Linked DNA regions of Delphinus delphis: region 2 is linked to region 1. The links are chromatin contacts, called in public Hi-C maps. All regions are on one chromosome and are shown on one strand. Each heading gives the region's core, a stretch centred on a gene start, on an enhancer-like site or on the middle of the called end of the contact. The rest is flanking DNA. Distances are from core to core; before and after follow the strand shown. Region 1 holds the start of ATP6V1G1 (ATPase H+ transporting V1 subunit G1). Region 2 holds the start of AKNA (AT-hook transcription factor).

What was found. A called contact is a pair of places that touch in the nucleus more often than the background predicts.
Region 2: a contact with region 1 is called in a Hi-C map of muscle, with 4 times the contacts expected there. The contact joins the promoter of AKNA here to the promoter of ATP6V1G1 in region 1. A contact is called at or near these places in 2 of 3 Hi-C or Micro-C datasets (lung and muscle).

Annotation. Positions count from the first base shown.
Region 1 is chr6:19,412,095-19,415,909 of mDelDel1.2, forward strand. It overlaps ATP6V1G1 (ATPase H+ transporting V1 subunit G1), which reads right to left and starts at 1,637. Exons shown (of 3, transcript XM_060014263.1): 1 at 1,465-1,637. The coding sequence starts at 1,546.
Region 2 is chr6:19,569,271-19,573,085 of mDelDel1.2, forward strand. It overlaps AKNA (AT-hook transcription factor), which reads left to right and starts at 1,806. Exons shown (of 22, transcript XM_060014268.1): 1 at 1,806-1,945.

The DNA of each region.
Region 1 (3,815 bases), core at 387-2,886:
ATGCTTGAAATCTACTTGGGTATGGGATAAGAGTATAAATCCTATTCTGGGGGAAAGAACACCAAGACATTACTAAGATTAATAGTTTTTGGTATTTTACCCCAGCTATGTTGTTTCCCAGGGTATGGTCATACCATTTTTCTCTGAGCCTCATTTTTCCCATCTGTCAAATAGGAATAGAAACATCTATCTCACCAGATGGGAAACTGAAGATATAAAAGTTAAATCAGACATAGTCCCTATTCTCCAGGAGCTTAGTCTAGTGACTGAGCCATATGAAGAAACAGCTTACTGCACAGTGATGACGGGAATAGGTACTTGCGGAGGACTCCTAGCCTAGTCTGAGGGGAAAAGATGAAGTCAGGGAAGGCTTCCTGGAAGAACTACTGCCTAAATTTTGATATCGGAAGAAGCCTAAGTGTTAGAGGATGAAGAGTAACCTAGGAAAAGGCTCTTCCCATCAGGAACCAGCTGTGCAAAGGCTTGCAGGGGAAATCAACCAAGGCGCTTTTGAGGAATCACTGTGTCTGGAGCGAGTACCTAAAAGGGAGCTTAGAGAAGAAAGCCACAGCCTGATGCAAAAGCACCTCCTACACCCTCTTAAGGAATTTAGGCTTTATTCTGCAAGCACTAAACGTTTGTTGACTATAGGGGCGGTGGGGAAGTCATATTCGCAATTGAGAGGTATGACTGACTGCAGTGAGGAGAACCAAACGGAAGAGAGGAGGAAGCCTTCCACTCACCAATCTAGATTCGATCTACCTGTTAAGTTCTTGAGCAACCTCACACTTCTCAACTCTAGCCCTCCTCTCACCTGCAATTAATCTACCCCAAATTTGCTTCCTTCACTGGGGCTTTGAATACCGCAATAAAGACCACAGATGTCCCAGGTACTGTGTTTGGCACGTATTAACAGCATTGAAAAAACAAATGTAAGGAATTAACGAATTAGGCTACTACGGGAGCCTCAGAGAACTTGATGCCCTGGACTAAGATGCTGGCTGCAGGAATGGAGAAAAAGTGAACAAATAAACCTTGGCAACTGACTAAACATGGCGAACGAGGGAGGGTCTGAGACGTGGCAAAAAGGACTGTTTCCAGACTGAGCAAAAGTGTAGATGGTGGCTCCCTACAGTGAGATGGAGGACCCCAAAGGAGTAAGTGCGAAGGGGGAGAACAACGCGTTCCCTTGGGATAATCCACTTTTCACACCCCCGAGACCCTAAGAAGGACGTCCACTTTGTCTCCACGCCCTATCTACTAGCCTACATCGCAGCTCTCAGGCGACCTACAAGACTTCCAAAGCCTCGGATCCAGAGAGCTGCGAGTGCGATTGTAACCAATCCCCACCCCGCCCCCGGCCCCGTCAGCAGTTTTTCGGGCCTCATCCACCTACCACCTCCCGCGGCCTGCCCGCAACTCTTGGACTCGCGCCACGCCTGGCCGTCCCAACCCCAAACTCACGCTTGCGGGCCTCGGACACCTTCTCGGCGGCCCGCTTCTCGGCCTGGAGCAGCTGCTGGATTCCCTGCGACTGACTAGCCATAGCTGCGGCGACGTTTCCGACACGCCACAGACAGGCCTAAATTGGCTCTATCGCCCCCTCGGGTCAGCCGACCCAGCTGCCCAAGATCTGCGCCTGCGCCCGCCGCCCCGCGTACCATCACGTGACCTCCGCAACGCCGCGTCAGCTGACTTCGCTTGGCGTCTTGTGACTCGGAGGGGACGAGGTAAGGCGAGGCGGGGCGAGGCGGGGCGAGGCGGGGCGAGGCGGGGCGAGGCGGGGCGAGGCGGGGCGAGGCGGGGCGAGGCGGGGCGGGACGGAGGCGGGAGACCAGAGCGCCTTGACTGCGCCTGCGCAGGATCTGCTGTGGCTGTCTTCTTTGCTCACACGCAGCTCAAGGCCCTTTCAAGGTCTGTCTTTTCTCTGGTTCCATCTTTGTGGCCGCTCTGCGACGTCGTTACTGCGGTAATCCCTCCCTTTACAGTAAGCTCACATCGAGATCCAGAGAGAAGGGGCCAAGTCAAATCACTTTCCCCTATTTTGCCCACTGCTGTACTCCCGCCCCTTTTTGGAGTTTTCTTTGGCACTCGGAATATATTTAGGGACAGGCTAAAATTCTTGTCAGGCTCTTGGGTTGGAATCTGAATTGGGAATAGGGAGACTTGGGGTGAAGTCTGCCACTAATCTGTGTGATTTGAGGAAGGGTGTTTTCCCTTTCTTAACCGAAGCTCAGGAAAGGATTAGTGTTTTCCATAAATATTTGATGAATGCCTGCTGCGACCCTAGACCGCTGTTGGTACTGAGGATACAGCAGAGAGCGAGACCAACAAGGTCCCTGGTGGAGCACGCAGTTTATGGGCAAAACCAGATTAAACTAAAGGGAAAATTACAAACTGTGGTAAAGTAATGAAGGAAAAACGCAGGTTGCTCTACGAAGGAATAAGGAAGAGGGGGTGTGGAGGTGACTGTGAAGACTCTCCCAAAGAAGTGGTATTTAAAATGATATCAGAATAATGAGAAGTTAGCCAGGAAAGGATACTGGGAGACAGTGGGGGTGGAGCGTGATTAGGGGAAAAGGACATGCATATGTGGATTTGGGGGGAGCAACATGGCACAGAGAAGTCTCCCACCACAAATAGGGAGGTAGGAAGCCAGTGGTTGAGTTTACAATATGACAAGCAGTGTCCTAAACGCTTGACAACTCCTTATGGTAACTTAGAAGTAGTGTTATTAACCCCGTTTTGTAGCTGACCAAACTGCATCTCACAGAGGTTAAGTAACTTGCCCGAAGTCAAATCCCTGTTAACTGTGAGATAAGGTGTATGAATCTAGCCAGGGCTGCAGAGTGGAATATCTGACCCATTGTGCTCTTCTCTGAGAATCTTGTGGGCTGTGGAAAGGACCAGGTGATCTAGAATTCACCAAGCACGACGAGCATAGAATGATGCCAGCACTTTTAGATAGAAGTATCTCTGTACTTCAGAAGGAGCTGGATTCCTGCCTCAGGACATTTTCATTTGATGAGGTTAGGAGTGGGGTTGAAAGGAGGCTAAAATCAGAAACTCCTTTCCCGATTCAAGAACTATTACTTGACTGATCTCTGGAACTTTTAATTCCAGTCGATGATTTCCTGGGAAAATTTGTCATTTTTGGCATTTCAAGAAAACATAATTCATTCAGTCAGTCAACGGAGGACAGTACACACTTCTAAGGGTGTGATGAGGATCAAAAGAGCTGGGTATCACCTCCTAGAGAAATGGAAATAAAAACAAGAATAAACAAATGGGACCTAATGAAACTTAAAAGCTTTTGCACAGCAAAGGAAAACATAAACAAGATGAAAAGACAACCCTCAGAATGGGAGAAAATATTTGCAAATGAAGCAACTGACAAAGGATTAATCTCCAAAATATACAAGCAGCTCATGCAGCTCAATATCAAAAAACAAACAACCCAATCCAAAAATGGGCAGAAGACCTGAATAGACATTTCTCCAAAGAAGATACACAGATTGCCAGCAAACACATGAAAAGATGCTCAACATCACTAATCATTAGAGAAATGCAAATCATAACTACAATGAGATATCACCTCACACCAGTCAGAATGGCCACCATCAAAAAATCTACAAACAGTAAATGCTAGAGAGGGTGTGAAGAAAAGGGAACCCTCTTGCACTGTTGGTGGGAATGTAAATTGATAGAGCCACTATGGAGAACAGTATGGAGGTTCCTTAAAAAACTAAAAATAGAACTACCATATGATCCAGCAATCCCACACCTGGGCATATACCCTGAGAAAACCATAATTC
Region 2 (3,815 bases), core at 556-3,055, 160 kb after region 1:
GGAACTAAGATCCCTCATGCCGTATGGCGGGGCCGAAAGAAAAAAAAAATCGCTGATGCCCAAAGACTGAGTCTATGAGCCTGGGTGAACCTAGGCATCAGTATTACCGAAAGCAGCCCATCTCACCCACTCTGTTTCTCTCCGTGTTTGTTTGTTTATTGTCTGTGTCTCCACTCGAGTGGAGCCAGGGCTTGGCCTGTCTTGTGCCCTGCCACTGAAATTCAGTTCAGTCAGCCAGTCCCCCACCTCCATGCCGCCTGGAAAATCCCACTCTAACTACAGGCCCAGTTTGGGGCGAGGACAGTGGGTGGGATGGCAGGAATCATTGCAGCCTTCCTGAGGTGTCTAGTCGCATATTGGCAGACAGGACAGAGTCAGAGCTGGAAGGGTGCCAGGCAAGCATCCAGTCTGGGCTCCCATTGTACAGATGGGCACTGCCCTAGTGAGAGAGGGATCCTCGATCGAGTTCACGCCCTGGATGGTAGGGGCTACGGAGAAGACCCTCAAAGGGTTGAAGCTGCTGGAGACCTCCTTCTAGGCTCAGCACGCTGTGTGACCTTGGCCAAGCCTCTGACCTTCTCTGGACTTTATTGTCCCCGCTCTGTACTTTGGCTGAGACGGTCCCAAGTTCGGACACTGGAAGTTTCTATGAGTCCTTTCCTGAGCGGTGCCGACCTGCAGAGGGCCTGCAAGGGGTTAAGCTTCTTCTGCTCCCCCTCACTCTGCATGCAGACGAACCCCCTCCTTCTGACAAACACTTGTAGGAAATCAGGCTGGGCGCTTCCTGCCGAGGCGAGGCGGCCTCAGCCGCAGCAGGGGCGGGGAGAGGTGGGGAGCGATGCTAGTCTGTGAGCAGCGACTGGGGCTGGCAGAGCGGCCTGGAGGCGGGCCAGGGCGCCATGGAGGCAGGGGGCTCCCCAGGTTTGGAACAAAGACTCCACATGCAGGTCCCCTGAGCCTGGGCCAGCAGGATGGTGGTGGAGCCCGAGAGAGGTGAGGGAGCCGAGGAGGGCGGGGGTTGGGGGAGCCGCCTTCCCCCTGGAAGGGCCAGTCACAGGCTCTCTGGGACAGTCCGGGCGGCTGGACCAGCCCAGCCAGGAAGTTGCAGCTGTGGCAGCTGTATTACTTCTCTCTGGCTTAGGGGAGCCCGGCCCCCAGGGCAAGGGTGGATTTTGGGGGGATTTTCTCAAGCCTCAGGATGCTGGATCCCAGCCAGAGCTCTGATTCTGATCTCTGTGAACTCGGGCAAGTGCTGGTCCCTCTCTGTGCCCGGGGTGTCCTCATCTGCACATGGCGCGTTAGCCCCAGGGGCTGCTAAGGGGCTTCAGACATGATGCACGGGTGTGCGGCAGCCAGGAGGCAGCAGGGGGTCCCCACTAAAGAGTGGCCCCTTCTGCCGAGTAAGGACAAGGAGAGGAGCCAGGGATGGGCCGGCAGACCCGGCCAAGCCCTTCAGGCTGGCGGGGCAAGAGTCCGCAGCAGCAAGGGGCACCTTTCCTCTTTCTCCTCGGCCTCTGCTGCCTCCACCGGAGAGAGCTGGGGGCAGGGTACGTCCAGAGGGGGAAGTGGCTGTGCTGCATGGCTGGCGGGAACTGGTTTCTACACGGCTGGCGGGAACCCCTTGAGAACAGTAGGTCTGTGCCCTACCAGCTGCTCAGGGAGGGCTGCCGAGTATGGGGCTCTGAGCTCAAAGGCCCAGCTTTTCTGGAGGGGCCCAGCCACTTGGTAAGGGGGTCTTCCTTCCCCTTCCTCTCGCCGCCCCACCAAGTCTGATGGACTTGGTTTCAGAGTCACAAGCCGTGGATTTCAATCCCTAGCCACGCTTCCGGACTGCGAGGTCTTGTGAAAGGCGGCCACCTCTCTGCGGCTCAGTTTCCACATCTGAGAGATGTCAGGGACTGGGTGAGAGCAAGGCGGCTGGTGCCTCGGAGAGCTCTGCTGGATGGTAAGGGGCTGGGGAGGGCATGAGGGAGCAGAAGTGGGCTGCGTGGCTGAAGTTGGCAGAGGAGAACTGGGGATTGAGCCATAAAGGGAAGGGTCTCCACTTTTGGACCTGGGGGCAGCGAAGCCCCCTGGCGGTGGCTGAGCCACTCGGGAAGGGGACAAAGAGACCACAAGGGTCTCGCAGACCCTCGAGAGAGCCAGCGACAGAGGTGGTGTGATGGAGGGAGGAGACGTACAAAAGGACGGGGAATGGGTGGTGCCTCCTTGTGGGGCTGGTTTCTCCAGGGCTGGCAGGGCCCCTGAGCCCTGGAGAAAGCAGTCCCACAAGGACAGCCCAGCCCTTGAAGGACCTTAGTGCTCACGGGGCTCTCCTGGGCTCAGCCTCCCAACCCCACTGCCCCTCGGGAGCAGCCCCTGTGCTCTCGAGAAGGCTGTCCAGAACCACCCTGTCTTTGGCCGCCATTCAGGGACCCCTGCCATAGCTCTCTGTCTAGTTCTGTTCATACTTTCAGACCTCTGTGCCTTTGCCTGTGCTGTTCCCTCTGCCTGGAATGCCCTTCCTCATTCTTCTCCCCCAAATCCTCTTTGTCTCTCAGGCCCGGCTTAATGCTCCCTTCGACAGTAATCCTGTACCCACCCCCCATCTGAAATTTTGGAACACTTTTACTCAGGTCTGTACTCCTCGTGTCTTGTGGTGCTTGGCACACAGTAGGAGGTCATAGGTTTTCTTAATTTGCACCCACTGGGTGCTCAATATATATCTTTGTTACTCTGAATTGGGACCTCAGGCAGGAGGAGGGGGTTAACTGTTTGGAGTCTATGGTCCTCAGAAGCCAACAAGTCAACCAGGAACCTCAAAGTTCACTTAGCCCCGCCCCTACCTCCCAGCCCACCCTAACAGGGCGCCACTCCCCATGGTTGCGAGAGCGGGTGGCGTTTTCTCCATCTTACATTGAGGAAAACCTAAGCCCAGCAGTTCACGGTGGATGAGCAGCACCAGGGCCAGAAGCTGGTCTCCAGACACCCTGCCTGCTTCTCTTTCACAGCAGCCCAGTGAGCAGGTGTCCTTGTCCCAGCGTGAGCTCAGCACGTGCTTGGCACTCGTGTGTGTTTGTTGACTGACTGGCTGACCGACCTGTCCTGGACTCCATGGCACCCAGGGCTGTGGCGTGCGCGAAATGCAGAGCTTTTGCTCATGAGAGGCTCACAGGTTTGGGGGCCTGGGGAACATGTGCAAAACTCCAGCCAGTGACCGCAGCTGCCTCCAACCAGAGGCTTTCCCTGGTCACAGTGAGATTTCTGCAATGACTGAGTCATCCCAGGAGACAGGATGTTCCTCTTTGTGCACCCGAGGCCTCTGTGATTGGACGGGCTGCTCTGTGGCACGGCTAGAAAAAAAGCCCTTTAGAAGTCAAAAAACCCCCACACGCCTCCCCCAGCCACTTCCTTGGCAGAGGTTTCAGAAAGAGAAAAGCAAGACTTTTAGCACCTTGCACACCTGCCATTGTGGCAGGGTCCAAAAGGCCCAGTCAAGGTCAAAGGGTGGGCCTTGCCCGGGGCGCTGGTTTAAAATGCGGACTCCTGGGCCTCATCCCAGGGCCATGGAGTCCCGCTCTCTTCGGGTTGACCTTAGGGATCTGCATTCTTAGAGGATTCTTAAAAGCACTCAAGCTGGCAGGGATTTCCAAGAGGGGTACAGGCGCCCCGAGAGGGTGTGGAAAGCAAGGATTAGAACTTCCTTTTAAAATATTTATTTTCTATTGGATCTTTTTAAAAATTCAATTTTAGATATATTTTTTCTAACACGTAATATATTCGTGTGAGAATGCATGCAGATGATGTTATAAGAAATACATGTTAGGTGTATGAGC